Regions from separate parts of the Mus musculus genome. Here regions 2, 3, 4, 5 and 6 are each linked to region 1. A link is a contact called in public promoter capture Hi-C data. All regions are on one chromosome and are shown on one strand. Each heading gives the region's core, a stretch centred on a gene start, on an enhancer-like site or on the middle of the called end of the contact. The rest is flanking DNA. Distances are from core to core; before and after follow the strand shown.

Region 1 (3,125 bases), core at 423-2,922:
CCCTGGCTGTCCTGGAACTCACTCTGCAGAACTCAGAAATCCGCCTGCCTCTGTCTCCCAAGTGCTGGGATTAAAGGCATGTGCCACCACTACCTGGCACATGCTCAATTTTTACCTGAGCTGTCTCTCCAGCTACTGATTATGGTGATTTTTTTTTTTTTTTTGGACTGGTTGTTTTCTGTTACTGCATATTGAACCCAAGGTCTCCCAAATGCTGGGAAAGCACATGACCACTGAGGACTCAGGCCATCTAGAGGATCCTTGTGCCCGCATTTGCCCACCCTGTAGCCTTGCTTTCTTGGTAGCACAGTGATGAAGTTTACATTATTGCCCCCCTCACTTAGGTCACCAATTCTGTGATATAATGCATGCTAGGAGGTAGCATGTGAGAGGGAGAAAGGCCAGTGGGAAAGGCTCTGCTACCTAACTAAATGCTCAAATGCTCAGTTCAATAGAGTACAACTCTTTTTTTTTTTTTTTGGTTTTTCCAGACAGGGTTTTTCTGTAGCCCTGGCTCTCCTGGAACTCACTCTGTAGACCAGGCTAGCCTCAAACTCAGAAATCCACCTGCCTCTACCTCCCAAGTGATGGGATTAAAGGCGTGCACCACCACAGCCTGGCTATTTTTTTTGTTTTTCGAGACAGGGTTTCTCTGTGTAACCCTAGCTGTCCTGAATTAGCTCTCTACACTAGTCTAGCCCTTAATTCACAGAGATTCTCCTGCCTATGCCCCTGGAGTACTAGGATTAAAGGTGTGGACTACCACCACCCAGTTCAAATTTTCCTATTTTTAAAATTTAAATATTTACGTGTATGAATGTTTTGTTTTCATATGTCTGTGCACTACATGCATATGTGGTGCCTTTAGAGGGCAAAAGAGGGCAGAATTCTAACGAATCAGAGTTACACACAGACATGAACTGCCTTATGGGTTATGGGAAGTAAACCCAGATCCTCTTGAAGAGCAGGCAATAAAGAGCAACCAGTGCGCCAACCATTGAACCATCTCAGAAATCTTCAAGATGTGGTCTCTCTGTAACTCTGGCCGTCCTGGAGCTTGCTTTGTAGATCAGGCTGGCCTTGAACTCAGAGATCTACCTGCCTATCTTTCTGGAATGCTGAGATTAAAGGCGTGGCTCGCCACTGCCTGGTGACATTTCCCTACTTTAAAGCTTATGGTAACTGATTCCCTGCCTTAGCCAGTCAGCACACGTACAGCTTTGGGATTCCTTTTTCCATTATTCCAAAGTTTTCATGTTGACTTTTGCGTTTCCCTAGGAGCAACTGATTTTTTTAAAAAAACAAAAGTAAAATTGCTTCTTTAGATTGCGGCAGTTTCTTTGGTGCAATATTGAATTTCCTTTGTTAATAGGTCTATCAAAGATCAAATCTATAGCATTTTCAGAGGCTGCATAATTTGCACACTACACTTACTAGGGCAGGACTGCTTTTTAGATTCCGCACTCTGAGCTCCAGGCCGGCACTTCACTTAGCACTCACGCGCTCAATAAATGCTTGCGCAAAGTATGAATGAACTAAAGAACCGCCAGAGCCTCAGAGGGGGTCGGCCTGGGAGTTCCAAAGTTCGGGAGGGGACACGGGGGCGGGCAGTGGGTGTCACGTGATGGGGCGGAGCAAATCCCATGTGCTTCCCCGGCGCCAGCGCAGCTCCGCCCTCTGCGCCGGTCACGTGGGGCGCTGGCTGCGCCTGCGGAGAAGCGGTGGCCGCCGAGCGGGATCTGTGCGGGGAGCCGGAAATGGTTGTGGACTACGTCTGTGCGGCTGCGTGGGGCTCGGCCGCGCGGACTGAAGGAGACTGAAGGTAAAGCCGCCATGTCCGGGCCCGACCCGGCCCCCCACCCCTCCCCCCGCATCCGCCGCCATCCGGGCCGGGGCCCGCCACCCTGCGCCGACGCCCCGGCGCCCCGGCTCCGAGCCTGCGCCCAGGCCCTACTCGCCAGGCCGATCCCCGGCCCACGTGTGCCGGGCCGGGCCCGGGTGGGGGTGGGGAGCAGGGCCCGGGCGGGGAGGGCGCTGGGGTGGCGGCGAGACAGTCACCTCCGCCCGGCCTGGGCCGCGGCCCGGCGCAGGCTGTGCGGCGCAAACCCGCCACCCCCTCCCCCTGCGGGGCCCGGGCGGCCGCCGGGAAGTGACACGTTGTTCTTTGGCACTGGCCGCGTTGCGCAGAGCTGGGAGGCGGCGGCGGCGGGCAGGGAGGAGCCCCCAGCCCCGCCCGGCGGCCGACCCTCGCCTGCCCCGAGCCGGCTTTCGCGGCGGTCGCCGCCCGCCCTGCTGGTGCGGCCGGACTCGCGCCCTTCCTGGCTTGTGTTCCCGGGCGGCCTCAGGCCTCTCCGGCCCCGCGCGAGTGCCCCGCGGCAGGCTTCGAACCCGGTGTCCCCGGGTGGGGGGTGGGGATATCACGGCCGGAGCAGCCGGCTTCATTTGTGATCCGGGAGCCTGGTGCCAGCAAGACCTGGAATTTCCGGTCTGGTTGGTCTTGGGCCCCGTGGAGCCAGGTTGATACCCCTCACCTCCCAACCCCAGGCCTTCGGATGCCCAGAACCTGTAGGCCGCACTGTGGACTTATTCTTAACCGAGGGGGTGAGTGAGGGGGCTGTTTGAGCAGGCAAGGGTGGGGTCAGGGTGTTGCAGTGTGCTGGTGGGGTCCTCAGGCTGTATGTTTTCTGTTTCTGCATTCACTTGGCACCTCCCTTAATCCGTGTTGGCCCTAGCTCTTGATACAACCTTTCCCCCAGCCCGTTTGCCATAAGCTTGGGTCCTTTCCTCGTTCCGAGCTCTGCTCTTTCCAACAGGTGCTGGGGGGACCCTAATGTGGCACCAAATGAAATGAACAAAGCTCCCCAGCCCACAGGCCCCCCACCCGCCAGGTCCCCTGGACTCCCACAGGTAATCAAGGCTAAATGATCAGGACTCCGGCGGGGTGGAGGTCACGCAGCTCCCAGTTTTCCCACCCCCATCTGTGTCAGGGCAAAGTGCAGCTGCCTGCTGCCAAATTGAGATAGGGCCCCTGGCTGTCCCTGGGGCTGTCACAGGGAGGGAACATGTGGACTGCTGAGGCTGTTACTACAGGTCTGCTCCCCATACTTCACCAGCTTGGGTTTAAG
Region 2 (3,125 bases), core at 350-2,849, 2.6 Mb before region 1:
CTACAATTCCTGAGTACTGGAATCACAGACATGCGCCACCATGCCTGGTTTCTGTGATACTGCACATAGAACCCCACTGCATCTTGAATGCTAGGCAACGCTCTACCAACTAAGCTACATCCCCAGCTGCAGATCGTGACTTTTAAATGTCTGATTTAAATGATTCACCATAATTTGGTATACTGTCAACATTAAATTACAGTTACTTTGGAGTATATTTATTCATGCAAATTATTTCTCCATGCACAGGTGTTTCAGAGGCTTTTCTATTGCTGCGAGGACACCATGAACAAGGCAACTTACAGAAGGGTTTGTTGGGGGTCTTACAGCTTCAGAAGGTGACTCCAGGACCACCATGGTAGAGAGCATGGCACCAGCCAGGTAGGCAGGTATGGCCCTGGGGAAGTAGCTGATAGCTTATATCTTAATTCAAAAGCATGAGGTGGTGCTGGTAGTGATGAGACAAGAGAAAGAGACAGACAGACAGACAGACAGACAGACAGACACACTCACACAGAGAGACAGAGAGTCAGAAAGAGACAGACAGAGACACAGAGAGAGAGAGAGACAAAGAGAGACACAGAGACAGAGGTAGAGAGACATACAGAGACAGACATACAGAGACAGACAGACAGACAGAGAATGTATGGATGGTGTATGTTTTAAAATCTCAAAACCAGCCCTCAGTGACACTCTTTCTCCAATAAAGCCACACCTCCTAATCCTTCCTTAGTAATTCCACCAACTGGGGACCAAGTTTCCAAATATCTGAGGCTATGGGGTCATTTGCATTCAAACTTCACAAGGTTTCTTCACTGTAATTTATGTTACCCAGATCTGAATTCACTACTTCAGAGCTTATCGTGGCAAAAGGGAAAACAAAAAGAAAGTAACCAGGATGATTCAACAGAGTTATATTTTTAAAATAGTAATAAAAGGGAAAAAGATGGCACATCAGGGAATGTAATTTTTATTTAAAAAAACGCTGTAGGAAGGTGTCATTTCTCTTATTCATGCTGCAAACTAAATTATGAATGTGGACACTGTCAGGGGCTGGGGCTGGCTCAGTAGGTAAAGGACTGTTGAGCCAGCATGAATTCAACTTCACAAGACTCTTTTCTCATCTACTCTCCACTTCCAGGCAGTCGCTGAGGTTTCCTTGTGGGGGTGGGGTATCCTTTAACGCTAATAAAATTGTCCTAAAGTCTTTTATTAATGAGAATAAGAACCCTAAAGAGAAGCTGGCTCTCCTCCGTACTGTTTTCCTGAGGTCCCCCAGGGTGGATCACAACCCGCTGGGAGTGTCCAGCTTCCAGTGGCCTCAGTCTGCGCACACTAGGCGCAGGCCAGACTGGCTTCTTTAAAACACCCAGCAGGCCAGAGTTGCTTCTTTAAAACACCAGAATGCAGAGCCCTGGGCGCGCACCTCCAAGGTCAGCACCACTTGGGAGCTCAGCGAGCCCCTATTTCTTCTCCCTAGGACAAAGCGCTTACAAGCAGTCTCCCTGGTGGGTGGAGCGCGTCTTATTGTGCCTGACGCACCACGGTGAACGGCCGGAGACCGACCGGAGGGGCGGGGCGCATGCGTCGTTCGCGCTGGAGAATGACGTGAGGGGGCGGGGCGCGCCGGGGCACCCTAGGAGACCGAGTAGAGGGGCGGCGGGGGACCGCGCGGTAAACCGCGCGATGGACCGCTATGCGGCCGCCGGGGATGAGGCGGCGGATCGGGCCCGGCAGCAGGAGCGGCACTACCAGCTGCTGTCAGCACTACAGAGCCTGGTCAAGGAGCTGCCCAGGTGCGCGGCGACGGGCGGCGGGAGGACCGGGGCCGGGGCCGGGGCCGGAGCCGGGGCCAGGGCCGCGGCCGCGCTCACCCGGCGATCTACCCGCAGCTCCTTTCAGCAGCGCCTGTCCTACACCACGCTCAGCGACTTGGCCCTGGCGCTGCTCGACGGAACGGTGTTTGAAATCGTGCAGGGTCTTCTGGAGATTCAGCACCTCACTGAGAAGAGCCTCTACAACCAGAGACTGCGGCTGCAGAACGAACACCGAGGTGCAGGGGGCGACGGGACCTTCCCTAGGGCGTCCCTAGCCGCGGGAGCCTCGGGTCAGGGGGTGCAGAGCCATGCTGATCCTTTTAGTCTGCTGTCCAGAAACTTCTTACTCGCGTTCCCTAGAGTACCCACATCCTCCTAGGCTTGATGGACCTCGCTGCTTGTAGGTCTGTTGATAGCTGTGTGCTACCACAGAGATAATCCATTATTCCAGCACCTTCCCATTGAGTATCAGGCTTGATCACCTCCTCCTATAAATTATACTAGGCATCTTCCGTTGTACCATCAGATCTCCTTTCCATTTTATTTGTTCAAGCTTGACTCGGTTCAAACATTTTAGGAAAGAATAGTGTGACGATGTCCCCATGCTACGTTATAGATCTTTGGGCTTTGTTATTGCTTTGGATTTTGAAACTGAGGACTGAACCCAGGGCTTCTCACCTGCTAAGCAGGTTTTCTATATTGGGCTACATTTACATGCAAACATACTCTGCCTTTCTGGCAATGCCTGTGTGCTGCCAGACAGGATTTTCCCATTAGAGATAGGTGTTGGATTTTGTTGAAATCTTTTGCAGTTCCTGTGGAGATGATCAGATGGTTTTGCTGTTACTCTCGTGAGACATTGATTTCTAAATCCCAGAAAGGAATTGTATTCTAGGAATGCATCTTGTAATATTTGTGTGGGGATGAAGGTAATGCCTCAGAATGTGTTGAGAAGTCTCTTGTTCTCCGAGAGCTTTAGTTCTTCACCAAATGTTTGAGTGGCTGTGCTTTTTCTTTTTTTTTTTTTTTTTTTTAATAATTTTTTTTTTTAGATTTATTTATTTATTATATGTAAGTACACTGTAGCTGTCTTCAGACACACCAGAAGAGGGCGTCAGATCTTGTTACGGATGGTTGTGAGCCACCATGTGGTTGCTGGGACTTGAACTCCGGACCTTTGGAAGAGCAGTCGGGTGCTCTTACCCACTGAGCCATCTCACCAGCCCGGCTGTGCTTTTCTTTATTCTTTTTAATGTTTTGATGGAGGTATGTGGTATATCTAGTTCACAAGCCTAAAGTACACGACTA
Region 3 (3,125 bases), core at 429-2,928, 2.4 Mb after region 1:
CTGACTGTCCACTATGTAGACCAGGCTGGCCTTGAAACTCATAGAGATCCATCTGCCTCCATGAGTGCTGGGATTAAAGACATGTGTGACCATACTCAGACTATACTTTTTAAATACAAAATGTCTTCCACAGTTATAGTCTAAAGGTTAGCCTTAAATATTTCCTCTTAAGGGACTTAGGAAAATCCTCAGGGCATGTAATGACAGTACTAACCATAACGAAAACATCTGTTAGGCACATGTAGTCTTCCTCAGAAAAACTGAACTTTGTTGAGTTTCTTAGATCAGGAAGTATTATTTATTTTTATTTTTATGGCAACTTTGAAAGAGACTCTACACAGGATGGCCAATCCATTTTGTCACTCACTCACTTGTCCCTTGAGGCAAGGTCTCATTATATAGCCCTTGCTGGCCTGAACCCTCTAAGACTTGCAGGGATCCACGAGCCTCCACTTCCTGAGTGCTAGGGTTAAAAGTCCATGTCACCACACCCGGTCTCTATTTTGTCATCATTTTGTAACAGTTTCTGACACAATAACTTCCAAATAAGTACAGGTTTTATTTTTGAGTAAGGATAGCACATAGGGCTGGCAAGATGATTCAATGCTGGCCTTAGGGCATGCTGACCTAAGTTCCATCCCCAGGACCCACTTGTGGGATCCAAGTAGTAGGAGACGAATCAACTCCTAAGAGTCGTCCGTTGACTTCCACGCGCTGAGGTGCACACTCAATAAATAAACAAATACAATTTAATCTAATTTAATCTTTTTAGAGCCAAATACTTTTCGTAAATTACCAAACTGAGCCTTTTCCTTCTCTGGTTAGTCAGTCTTTGGTCTTCTGAATTAATGAGAAAAATTTTTGAGTGTTCAGGATACTTTCATATTTTAAAATTCAAGGATTAAATATCTTATATTTTTTTGCAAGGGGCTCGAGTTGTGGCTGACTGGAAACGTCTAGGCTTATGCAGCCATGCAAGTTTATTACGAGCAATACGAACTATATTGTCTCAATTTCAGTAAGGCAATATTAGATGATTAAAATCGTTTTTGTTTTTTGTTTTTGTTTTGTTTTACCAGAAGAGACAATCAGCTCTTGAAGTGCTAGGGCTGAGTCTGCCAGAAGCACCCATTTACATTTCTGTGTTACAAAGAATGACAGGTCCTTTGCACAAGTTGGTAGTGATTCTATCAGTCATTTCTCGCACCTGTTAGGTTGAAATTATTAGCATTATTTTTTAAGCCAGAGCTGAAGACGACCGACCAGAAAGAGATGAAAATCGAATCACCACCCTAGGGACATCTGTTAATGATACTACACACTGTGCTTCTCGTCTTACAAAAATAGAACTGCAAACTGGATTTCCTAGGATGTGCTGGGTGGCCGACATTTTCCGTGGCAGGGGTTTCACACGTTCCAGATCTGAATGGATATTAAATGGCTGGGCGAAATGCCAGGTAGCCCTTTCCTGTCACATTAAACAGCAGTGAGAACGGGCGGGGTAACCCTATTCTGTTCCGGCACGGAACGCGGTGGCTCGGACCAAGGGCACGCTGACGCGCAGGTAGCCCGGAGCTGCGTCCTGGAGACGCCGCCCGCCAGCGAACAGCGCCACCGGCTTCCGCCCTAAGCGCCCAGGGCTCCGCCGGCCTCTGCGGCAGGGCCGCGGAAACCCCGTAGGAGCAGGGCGGCCGAGGAGCGCGGCGCGCGGTCGCGCTGCTGCAATATTCTTCCGCCGAAAGCAAAGAGTCCCAGACCCGTTCCCGATTCGTGGATCTCCGGGAACGCTGTAATACCAAGTAATAGTGAAATGTGGATTTTGTCATCGACTCCTGTAGGGCTTCACCTCCGGTAACAAACTCCAGGAGTACAATTTTGTGGCTTCCGAAAGGGGAATAAGGAAATTCCTCCGCGAGAAACGGGTTCCGGCCGCGAGCCTATAAAAAACGGGCGGCGCCGTCCGCCTGTCTTTTCAGTCGGGCGCTGAGTGGGTTTTCGGATCATGTCTGGTGGCTCCGCGGATTACAACAGGTACGGCGCTCCCGGGGCGGCCGGTGGCCTGTAGTCAAGGTCACTAGGACCCGCGTTGAGGTGGGTTGCTTGGCGGCCACACTGCAGGTATGCGGGCTTTTTCTTAGGGCACACACTTCTCCTTGTGCCCTTCGAGAAGCTTCCATGATGGTAAGACTCCAGATGTTGGGGAGACAGGACGGATACAAGAACGGAGTATTAAGGATGCCCTTTCTTAGGACACATTGTGACATCTTGGCTGCTGCCCCTCCCCGTACGGGATATGGCAAGCGGAGCCGTGGCGCAGACTGCTTAGGGGCGGGTAACCGGGACCCGAAGGTTTATTGGCGGCCAGTGGCGCGAGCTGGCGTTCTTAGGGTTCTGTCGAGATGGGAGATTGGACGGCCAGGGGACGATCACCCTGGACCGTGAAACGGAGCGACGGAGCCGTTGGCATGGACCTGCCTGGGCCTTTCGGCGTCAATCACGCCGGCTTGCGCAGAGTTAGGGGCGGAGCTCGGCGCGCGGAGCACTCGCGAGAGCTTCGCTTCCCAAGCGGGAGGGCCTGGTCCTAGGGCACTGAGTAAAGGGGCGTCTATACTTAGGGGTCCAAGTCCCAAGCTGTTGGGGAGGGCGAATGGCGCTTCGCAGCATTGCGGCCGGTTTTGAGGCGTTTTCAGCAGAGCACAGGGGCGCGGAGGGGAATGAGGTACGGGGTGGAAGGGCCCTTTAAGGGTCTCTGCGTGGCTTGGAAGCAGTATGTCTAACTGCAGTGTTGTTGTCAGCAGAGAACATGGCGGCCCAGAGGGAATGGACCCCGATGGTGTCATCGAGGTAAGGAGTGGGTGTGGACGTTAAAGGTTTGGAAAGGTACATTTTTTTTTCATGTCTTATTCATAGTTTCATTATTAACTTACAGAGCAACTGGAATGAAATTGTTGATAACTTTGATGATATGAATTTAAAGGAGTCCCTTCTTCGAGGCATCTATGCATATGGTTTTGAGAAGCCTTCAGCTATTCAGCAAAGAGCTATTATCCCTTGTATTAAAGGTAAAACTCTATTGCCGTTAGGATAAGTGCTCTGCACATACATGGACCGGAAAAGGGAAAGTG
Region 4 (3,125 bases), core at 242-2,741, 2.3 Mb before region 1:
CTCTGAAGTATGTTTTACTTTTTTCTTTTGGGCACCTCTTTTGTGCCTAATCTTCATACTTAAGCCTCTATTTAAATATCTTTAACACAATCTCCAACTCTGCTTCCTAAACTGGCTAGCCTGGAATTCTTTTCATCATCAAAGCCTGGTGTGATCTGAGACTAGGTCCTTAAAACTAGGGGAAATTCTCAGGCTGCTGACTTGACAGCTGGGAGCTGGGCCCCTCTGCCATGTGTCCCCCAAACACTTAAAGTAAAATAAAGACACAAAAGTAAAATGAAAATGTGGGATTGGGGACCATGTGGGGGAACCTGAAGAGATGTGAGCACCACAGCATCTCACATCCCAGCAGCAACACTAGGAATCTGGAGGAGGGGCAGAGGCTCTGTTCTATCTGGGAACAGTCACCCTCTCCAGCAGACCACATGACCCAGGAGGTCTCAGGGAAAGGGGAAGAAGCACGGGCCTGGAAGCCAATCACCCTGGCTTGCAGCAGCCTTGGAAACACATGCCTCCTTGGCTAGAGTTTACTTCACTATGTACAAGGTTGGACTAATGAAACTACCTTAAAAAATTGTCTAGAGGACATGTCTCTCACCTGTCCCTTATAGCTGTCACATCTACCCCATAGAAGATGGCTGAGCTTAGTAGTGGCAAAACGGTAGTCAGCAGGCCCAGACAGCAGACAGGTCTGCTGAGCAAGGCATTTGCAAGGGCATAGGGTGCACTCTAAAGACATGACTTATCGGGCAGAAGGAAACATAGGAAAGATGCTGAGGGTACATGGATGGATCTCAACATCAGGGCCTCCTTGTCCACTGTCCAAGAGGCAAACAAGCAAAACCTCAGCTGCCAATGAGCCTAGAGTGGGGCCAGACCTGGCCTGGATGCAGCCTACACGCAATGTCCTCCCGTTCTGAGCAAGGGTTCACTACGCCAGCCCAGTAAAGCCCATATCAGGCATAAGAATGACCCAGCACTTGCTGTCTACTCTGACATTCTGTGAAGCCCAAGGCCCCATCGGAGGTTTCAGAGTGAGAGGGGCGACATGACTAGGCTCCAGAGTAATTCTTGACACTGGAGACTGCAGCCCTTCACCCTGCAACAACCATGCAGCTCTCTGTCCCGCCAATCTAGCCTCTTACACAGCAAGTCTGCCCCTGCTGCCGAGACCCTTCCCCGCACCCAATCCTGACAGGGATAAATAGAAACATCTTCCAGTACCGTGAGGGTTTTGCTTTCAATTATCAGAGACAGTCTGGTCTGGTCTGTCAGACTAGAGTCCCGAACCAGCAGGCCGTTTAGTTTCCATTTAATGCCTTGGAAAGGGAAAACTGAATTATGACGAGAAGGGGCGGACCGCCTCGTCCTCGACCAACCTGATCCAGACCGCGTTCCAGGAGCCCGGCGCCCGACCTTGGGTCAGCCCCGCCAGGAGCGCAGCCCGCTAGCCCCAGCCACCCGCTGCACACTCACCGCCTCCGCCGCCGCCGACTTCCGGGTGCCGCACCCGCGGGCTTTAGCCTCCAGCCCAGAACCCGCCCGGCCCGCCTCCAGAGCGCTCGCTATTGGGCGCAGCAGCGAAGGGCGGAGCATCGAACCCAGAACCGCGGCCTTGTTGGCCGTATGTGCTGTCGCTTAGAGATATAGCGCTCCGCCCCCGCAGCTGCACCAAGACTGGAGATGCACCAAGGCTGGCGATGCACCAAGGCTGGAGCTGTGTGGGCATCTGGTCCTTTCATGCAGCCACAGCTCCTCAGCCTGTGGGTTATCTCTGTGAGACCCTGCACCCCGCCCGGTTCAGGCGCTGGACCCACCTCCACCCCCTTTAGACAAAGTCCTGGTCTTTATCTCTAGACCATATCATCTGTCCCAGATAGCCCTCCCCTCCCTTTGTCGCCTCCAAGTCTTACTAGACTGCCTGTATCCTTGGCCTCTGACTTCTCATCTATTGTATTCCCTGCACTAAAAAACAACACAGAACACGGACTTCTGCTCCACCGTGCCTTCCATAGTCCTTAAGAAGTCACAGAGGCTGTTCTGTGAGTCCAGACCCCCAAGGATGAGGAATTTACCATGCTTGAGCTATGTTTGGACAATGACTGGGACATTTAGAACAGGGCCAGGACAATCACTGGGGGCTTCCTGTACCTGTTAATATCAGGTTGTGTAAGGGGCTTGAGCATCCATCGCTAAGGTGGAGGGAGCATCAGAGGTCCTCCCCAAAGTGAGTACTCAGTACAAGGATCACAACCACATTAAAGACAATGATACTGTACTACAGACTCTCAACCCAGTTGACTTGATACCCAGTTCTCATTCACTCCACTTGAGAGATGTAAATATAATTGCTCAGAGCAGTTAAGCTATTCACTTGAAGTAAAATAAAGGGCTAGCAAGATAGCTGCCTGGGTATAGATGCTCGCTGTCAAACCTGGCCACCTGTGTTCCATCCTTGGGATCCACATGGTGGAAGGAGAGATCTGTGTCCTTTATGTTGTTCTCTGATCACCACATGTGCATTGTGGTATATACTCACAAAATAAAATGTAATTGATTTAAAAAAAAAATGCCGGGCTGGTGAGATGGCTCAGTTGGTAAGAGCACCCGACTGCTCTTCCAAAGGTCCGAAGTTCAAATCCCAGCAACTACATGGTGGCTCACAACCATCCGTAATGAGATCTGACTTCTGGAGTGTTTGAAGGCAGCTACAGTGTACTTACATATAATAAAAAAAAAATAAATAAATCTAAAAAAAAAAAAAAAAAAAAATGCCAAGTGGCATTAGCTGCCTGGACGATCTAGGTGCCATGGTCCCAAACTTCAATGCTGATGTTTTGCAGAAAACTGGAACTCAGAGAGGCGAAAGCAAGGCTGTAGCCAGACCCAGTCACAGCTCTGCCCTCTCTCACACAGCCTCACCAGCATTCCTCCTGAGAACTAAAGGAAATCATTTGCAAACATGACCAGACTCCGGAGACTATGACTCCTGGCCAGCAGGTGGCAGACCTAGCTAGGCACTTCCATTCTTCCTCCAGCTTAGCACAGTCACCCTGTGCTCCTGCCAGCTGTCTCCATCTGAGCTGCCAGATCACTTGGTCTACAGGACTAAGAGGTAGTCATGG
Region 5 (3,125 bases), core at 446-2,945, 2.2 Mb after region 1:
CCCTGGTCCAAGGCTATACAAACCATCACAGCACCCATGAACATCAAAATAAACCTTTTTCTTTCTCATTGAGGTTTTGGCAAAACATCAATGTTTGTTCCAGCACTATTCACAATAGCTAACTTACAGGATGGACTTAGGAGTTCAACAAGAGAATAAAGAAAATGTGGCTTATGTACAATGTTTTCTTCCAAACCATAGAAAATGCAGCTATAGGATACAAAAGATGGCTTAACCATTAAAGGTTAGGCTCACAAGCAAAAATTTAGGAATGCAATTTTGTTGTATACAGGAAAATGGATATAACTGGAGATAACTATCTTGTCTAGATGACTATCTTGTCTCAGAGAAACAAATACATGTTTTATCTCAATGTGTGGCTCCTAGATTTTATATAGGTACTTAAAATCACATATGTGTATATGGCAATGCCAAATCACCTAGAGAAACAAAAGGAATAACAGCACAGAGAGAAAAAGGTAAAAATATATACATTATACAGTTTGACTATACAAGAAAGTACCATATACAATGACTATACACAATGAAACATTTTTAAAAGGAAGGGAGTTGATTATTCTGGAACATGCTACGATATTTAATAGGTGAGGATATATATCATTAAATTAGACAGCTTTGTAAGTTACCATAGACTTGGCCTTTTACTTTGAGTGCAATGAAAAGCCACTAAAGGTTTTAAGCAGGAGAGGATGATTTGACATAGTTTTTAAAAAGCGGGAGTGCGCTGGGGATAGTTCAGTCCATAAAGCTTGCCACTTACTTGCCATACAAACAGGGGGTCTTGAATTCCGCCCATTGTAGCAACTGCAACAACAACGTCCTGGATTCCCAGCACTCAAGAGACAGAGACGGTTCTCGAGCTCCTGGGTCCACCAGCCTAGTCTAATCTGTGATCTCCAGGTTCCCTAGTGCGCTCCCGAGTGCACACAATCATAGGGTGGAGAGCAGAGGAACTTTAAAATAGTGTATCAAGATATGAAGTTTGGAGGCAGGGAGATCGGTTATGAGACCTTTGCAAGCAGGAGATAATTATGACTCAGAGGTGGAGCTATAGTGGACAAGCACACATTACGGTTCACTGATAAAAATCTGAATAGGTTATGCAGGAAGCTAAGCTGAGAAGCTGTCCTAAACAACTAGTTGTCTGAGGTAAACAAAACTGGAGAAAAGAGCAACCGATGAACAAGCTCTAGTGCCTTTTATTGATTGCATGCTTGCTGTGTGCAATTCTGCTAGGAAACTTGCAGGAAAAAAAAAAGTTTAATTAATTCCCAACACTGCCAGAGAACGCTTTGCCTTAGTTCTGTAGAAAACAGGTTCGAAAGTGGGGTGGAGATGGGGCTGCCTCACCGCTACGGAGTGCTGGAAGCCGAATCTTAACTTAAGTCGGTCTCTATGGCGGCGTCTCTACAAGGTACCAGGTCCCTCTTTTCCACGGTAGCGAGACTGTAATAAGTTAGTACTGGGAGAGCCTATCCCCAGGCAAGACGCCCCACGTACTTTGACACCTCCTGGGGTTGCACTTCGGTGAGCGCTCGCAAGTCACGTGTGCACATGGCGTAGCTTCCAGACTGGTAGTAAGACCTCTCTCAAGCAATTGGTCGGAATCGGGAAGGAGCCTCGCGATTGGTGGACATTCGGGTTTCCTACAGCAGCGCGCTCTTTCTCGGCTCCTAACTCTCTCCGGTTCTCAGCCGCTTCCGGGCGGCGCGAACCTCTGACGTTTTCTCTTCCCATTGGCCGGCGGACACGACGGCTGTTCTGCTGTCTGATTGGCTTCCCGCGCCGCCTCGGAGGTGAAGTGTACCGCGCTGATTGGCTGCGGAGTGGCGGCCGCGTGTGATGTCCCCGGCGGCGATTGGCCCACGCCTGGCTGCTCGCCGGCTCTGGGGCTCCCGGAAGGTGGCAGCTGAGGAAGGGGCGCGCTACCTGTCTCCGCGGCCGGGCAAGAGAGAGACCCCGGCGTGAGGCGGCCTCCCTGGGCCGGAAGGGCTGGTCAGCCGACGCAGCGGCACCGGAGGCTGAGAGGGTAGGACCAGGGGACGCCATGGCCCCGCAGAACCTGAGCACCTTCTGCCTGTTGCTGCTGTACCTCATCGGGACTGTGATCGCCGGGTGAGGAAGGGGGCTCCCGCGCGTGCAGCAAGAGGCCGAGGGGCGGCCCTTGCTGAGAAGGACGCGGGTGACATCGAGGAGTGAGGGAGGGGCACTGCCGGGTCGAGGGACAAGGGGGTAGTGTGGGCCAGGCTGGCGGTGCAGGGCCAGGTTTCCCCCAGGAAGAGCGGGGGTTGGTTGCAGAGCCAAATACCACGTTTGGGGATTGGAGGGAGTTAAGTGGCTGTGAGCAGAAGAAGGGAGGCGGACGTCTGAGGGATGAGGCTCTTGATGGAAATGAAGGAAGCGAGTGTCAAGCTGGGGTTGAGATTATAGATACGTCCTTGACGTCTGAGTTCCAGAGTGGGACTGTGGGTTACCCAGTTTGCAACAAGCCTCCAAAAGGCTGACACTAAAGTGGGTGGGCCATGATGCCATGTCAAATGAGGAGAGCAAGAAAGGAAGCCAAGCTCAGACTGAAGAAAGTTGGCTTGAGAGAGCAGCAAGACACTTTAGAGAGACCTTGTACTTCCCACCTTCTTGGGCTAACGAACCTGAACTGTCTTCTTGCCTCGCTGCCTCTCACCATGGTTCCTTCCTGAGCTGGATGGTCTGAGTGACAACAGTTCTCTAACAGGCGATAAAAACTGGGATTCTAGTCTCATGCCACTCTTAGGAATCCTACAAGCTTGAAGGAACTGTGTCAAGTTCCTGAAATCAGGGATAACTGTGCCAACTTTCAGGGAGAAAGAGCAGGCTTAAAGTTTCTCCCAGCATTTAAATGCATGCACGACCCTATAGATGTGGTGACTTAGGATATGGTATGTTGGACTTGTGTTCTAGAATGCCTTCACCCTCAATCCCTTCTTTGGGCTGATGAAAATAGGTGGGTCAGAACTCAAGGTCATTTTCAGCTATCGACTGAGTTCCAGATTTGCCTGGCCTATATCACATGCTATTTCAAATATATACATAACTGCAAAAATAAAAACACACCAAAAGCTCATAGA
Region 6 (3,125 bases), core at 411-2,910, 2.0 Mb before region 1:
AACCAAGGTATTCCACACTGTTCCCCCAGGCCCACAAGGTCCCAGCTCGGACACCAGAGCTCCAGCACTGTTCTGGGGCTCACTCCATCTGCCTTCACCCAGCGCTCTCTTCCTTCAGGCCTGGGGATAGGGAGTGGCATAAGGCTGGCTCCTAGCTAACCAGAGGATGGGCAGATGCAGGCCTGAAGGACTCATACTCCATCAGGAAGGGGGAGGGGTCTCCATCCTAGCAGCAACAGACAGGAGAACATGGATGGTGCTAAGCAGCAAGTACCCCAGCCAGGTGACTTGGAAGACCTTCCAGAGGCCCAGGAGAAGCCTAGGTCCTTGCCTTCCTAGCCTCTGGCCCCCCTCTCCCTTACACAATAGCATGTGTCCCCATCGGGCTTTGTCTGGCTTACTGGGATGGGGAGGCAGTTCTCCTGGGGGAGCCCCTCCCAGTGAGTCTCATCAGCCTTGGGCGGGGCATGTCCCTGCCAGGAGACTGTGACTCTCCGGCTCACCCCATCTGCCAGCTGCTTTTGCTCTGTCTGATGATGTACTCTGGTCTAGTACTCTGGAGTCCAATGCTAGGCGAGAACACCCATCCCCAGCAAGGCTTGCTGAAGCCTTCTGGTGTCAGAATTGGGCCTCCCCCACCCCATCTTCAAACAGGGCCTAGCTCAAGCCACAGAGGACATCCCTTTGGTCACCCACTTCCACAGCACTCTGGTTTCACAACCCTCAGCTCCTTTGGATTTTCACAGGTTACCCGGTAGGCTGGTACTTTCCCTGGGGTGGGGAAATCAGGCTAGCCCCCCTCTGGAAGGCCACAGCCTGGCTGTACTCAAGGTTTGGAGGGCTAGTGCTAGGATGACTCAGATGGGGAGCCTTGCAAGTTCCAGGTCTTGGAAGATGCTCTGCCAAAGACTAGTGAGCATAAATTTAGGCACAGAAGAGAGACACCCAAAGGTGCATGGGCATGAAGCAGAGGCCCCATGGTATTGCTCAGGAGACTGGTGGGCCCCCCCCCCCATTCCTGGCCTGTCATAACTACAGCCTCACCCAGGACCCCCAGCACGAGGCCTTCCGGTCAGGTTAAAAAGGGGATGCTGGCCCTGGACTAGAGGAGAGAGGCCCTTATCCCAGCCTCCCTTTCTGGGGAGGTGCCTAGGCCGCTGCTATACAGGTCAGGGAACCAAGCGCAGTGCCTACACTTCCCCTCCGTAGCCCCAGGAGCAGCGGCGCTGCCCCTACAGACAATCGATTAACGCCAAAGGACTGGGTGACGGCCGGCGGGGGCGGGGTCACGCCTGGGCGCCACCAGCATCGGTGCCACAATGGGTGACAGCCGGTCCGATCTCACCACCGGCCGAGCGGCGCAACGCCAGTACCTGTTTGTCCTCTGCATGGTCCGGGTCGTGATCCGGGTCCGGGCGGGTCCGGGAGGGTCCGGGCCGGCGGGCAGGGGAGAGACGGAGACAGACGGTGAGAGGCGGGCGGGCGGCGGGGACAAAGGAGCGCGGGCACGCGGACAGGCTCTGGGCTCACCTGGGGTCGCCAGCTTGCTTTTGTACCGCAGTCCTGTGCTCATGGTGGCCGCCGGCGGGGGACGTGTGGCGGCGGGCGCGCGGGCGGGGCGCGGCGACCAGCGGTGGAGGCCGAGGCCGGCTGAGGGGTGACCCGCCCCTCCGCGCCGCCACCACCCGCCCCGCCCGCGCGCCCGCCAGCCAATCGGCGCCCGCCGCGCCCACGCGCGACCCGGAGAGGCCGGTGGGGGCGGGGACTGAGGCGTCCCGCTGTGGTTCCCCCCAGGCCTTTGGTTCTCCCGGCCGCGCGAGTGCAGCCGGGCTATTCCCACGGCTTCGTCCGGAACGCCCCCTCCCCTTCCTGTCATCTAGCCCAGGCCTAGACTCTGTTCTCCCTTGGCTGTCGCTGGAAGCCGGTTGGTTCCTGGGCCTCTGACCTTCCATCGAGTGGCCATTCTATAAAGCATGTCCCAGGACTGTGCTTCATGCAGCCGATGAATGAGTTCAGGTGATATAAAGACCCCTTTTTCACCCCATCAAGAAGCATTTGGAAGGGGCAGACCTGGAGCCCTACCCTTGGTACATTGAGCACAAGTCCAGAACCCGAGCTCTCCTGCAGTCTGCTGGGTGCTAGGCATTCTACACTGGACACACACAAACGCCTGGGCAAGATGGAAAGCACACGGCAGGCAGGGTGTGGTTGTAAGATGGGAGTACTTGAGGTGTATGGCTAGAAGGACACAATCCGAAGGCCACCTTAGCCCTCCTTGCTCCAGCTCTGGTCCCGGTTTTCTGTGATCTGTGCTCTCCCCAGCTACCCCCCTGGAGAGGGGTTGAAGGGGGCTGAGGGACACATAAAGACAAGTCCATGCTCAGAGCCACATTTATGCATGAAGATGCTGTGACTCTGAATCTTCAAAAAGTTGATAGGACTAAGTGACCCACGGTGTGAATAACTTCTGTGTTACTGTCACATCCCAGGTGGTGGCTTAAACCTCACCAGAGAGTCTGTGACCAGGGTAGGGATGTTCCATTGTCCAAATCTTTCTTCTACAGCCTAAGGATCAGATGGGGCATATGACACACTGTGGTGCATCTTTGGGATCTAGAGAGGGCACTCACACGTGATCAAGTGCTAATCATTTTGTGTATAAAACAATGTAGAAGTAAAAGTGTCTACACATCTCTTAGGTTTGGCTTCACCAGTGACTTTTTTCATGGCGTTCTTGGGGGAATTTGGAACTCTGTTAGAGGAATATGTGCAGTCTGAGGCAGGGACAGAAACACAATGTCAGGACTTCTGAGCTTGCCAGTTCTGAGTCTGGAGAAACCCACGAAGGAAAGCTAGGACATTAAGCCTGAGCTGACTGTTACTGTCACTCCAACGGCAGAAACAAAGTGGGGGGAAAAGGAAGTATCTTCCCTGGGGCACTGATGGGAGGGACACTCCTGGTCTCCTCTAGTTAGGGGGTTGTGCTTGGCTGCCTTGGCCCGGAGGGAAGTGTAGGAGAGGGGAAAGAAGCTTGTGTATAGAAGAGGAATAAATTATAAAACAATTCTGATGAGCCCTCGACTTGGGTAAAACGGCTGTGGAGACGTGCAGCTGGTCAGATGCTC

Evidence for each region. Promoter capture Hi-C pulls out the DNA fragments that hold promoters and counts their contacts.
Region 2: a contact with region 1 is called in a promoter capture Hi-C map of liver, with 3 times the contacts expected there. The contact joins the promoter of Dgcr6 here to the promoter of Eif4g1 in region 1. A contact is called at or near these places in 3 of 39 promoter capture datasets (hippocampal neurons, liver and pre-B cells), 1 of 115 datasets of contacts at active chromatin or transcription factors (astrocytes) and 1 of 9 other capture datasets (adipose tissue).
Region 3: a promoter capture Hi-C map of pre-B cells shows a contact between it and region 1, with 4 times the contacts expected there. The contact joins the promoter of Eif4a2 here to the promoter of Eif4g1 in region 1. A contact is called at or near these places in 3 of 39 promoter capture datasets (the C10 cell line, cranial neural crest and pre-B cells) and 1 of 115 datasets of contacts at active chromatin or transcription factors (thymic regulatory T cells).
Region 4: a promoter capture Hi-C map of liver shows a contact between it and region 1, with 4 times the contacts expected there. The contact joins the promoter of Tango2 here to the promoter of Eif4g1 in region 1. A contact is called at or near these places in 2 of 39 promoter capture datasets (liver and pre-B cells).
Region 5: a promoter capture Hi-C map of liver shows a contact between it and region 1, with 3 times the contacts expected there. The contact joins the promoter of Tbccd1 here to the promoter of Eif4g1 in region 1. A contact is called at or near these places in 3 of 39 promoter capture datasets (liver and pre-B cells).
Region 6: a contact with region 1 is called in a promoter capture Hi-C map of pre-B cells, with 6 times the contacts expected there. The contact joins the promoter of Septin5 here to the promoter of Eif4g1 in region 1. A contact is called at or near these places in 2 of 39 promoter capture datasets (cranial neural crest and pre-B cells).

What each region holds. Positions count from the first base shown.
Region 1 is chr16:20,671,055-20,674,179 of GRCm38.p6, forward strand. Eif4g1 (eukaryotic translation initiation factor 4, gamma 1) reads left to right here and starts at 1,673. Exons shown (of 33, transcript NM_145941.3): 1 at 1,673-1,822; 2 at 2,814-2,907. The coding sequence starts at 2,848.
Region 2 is chr16:18,064,804-18,067,928 of GRCm38.p6, forward strand. It overlaps Dgcr6 (DiGeorge syndrome critical region gene 6), which reads left to right and starts at 1,600. Exons shown (of 5, transcript NM_001289814.1): 1 at 1,600-1,796; 2 at 1,893-2,053. The coding sequence starts at 1,687.
Region 3 is chr16:23,105,790-23,108,914 of GRCm38.p6, forward strand. It overlaps Eif4a2 (eukaryotic translation initiation factor 4A2), which reads left to right and starts at 1,679. Exons shown (of 11, transcript NM_013506.3): 1 at 1,679-2,031; 2 at 2,799-2,844; 3 at 2,930-3,062. The coding sequence starts at 2,003.
Region 4 is chr16:18,342,419-18,345,543 of GRCm38.p6, forward strand. Tango2 (transport and golgi organization 2) reads right to left here and starts at 1,492. Exons shown (of 9, transcript NM_001359109.1): 1 at 1,380-1,492.
Region 5 is chr16:22,855,974-22,859,098 of GRCm38.p6, forward strand. Tbccd1 (TBCC domain containing 1) reads right to left here and starts at 1,696. Exons shown (of 8, transcript NM_001081368.2): 1 at 1,372-1,696. It overlaps Dnajb11 (DnaJ heat shock protein family (Hsp40) member B11), which reads left to right and starts at 1,872. Exons shown (of 10, transcript NM_001190804.1): 1 at 1,872-2,136. The coding sequence starts at 2,069.
Region 6 is chr16:18,628,278-18,631,402 of GRCm38.p6, forward strand. Septin5 (septin 5) reads right to left here and starts at 1,661. Exons shown (of 12, transcript NM_213614.2): 1 at 1,531-1,661; 2 at 1,374-1,384. The coding sequence starts at 1,573.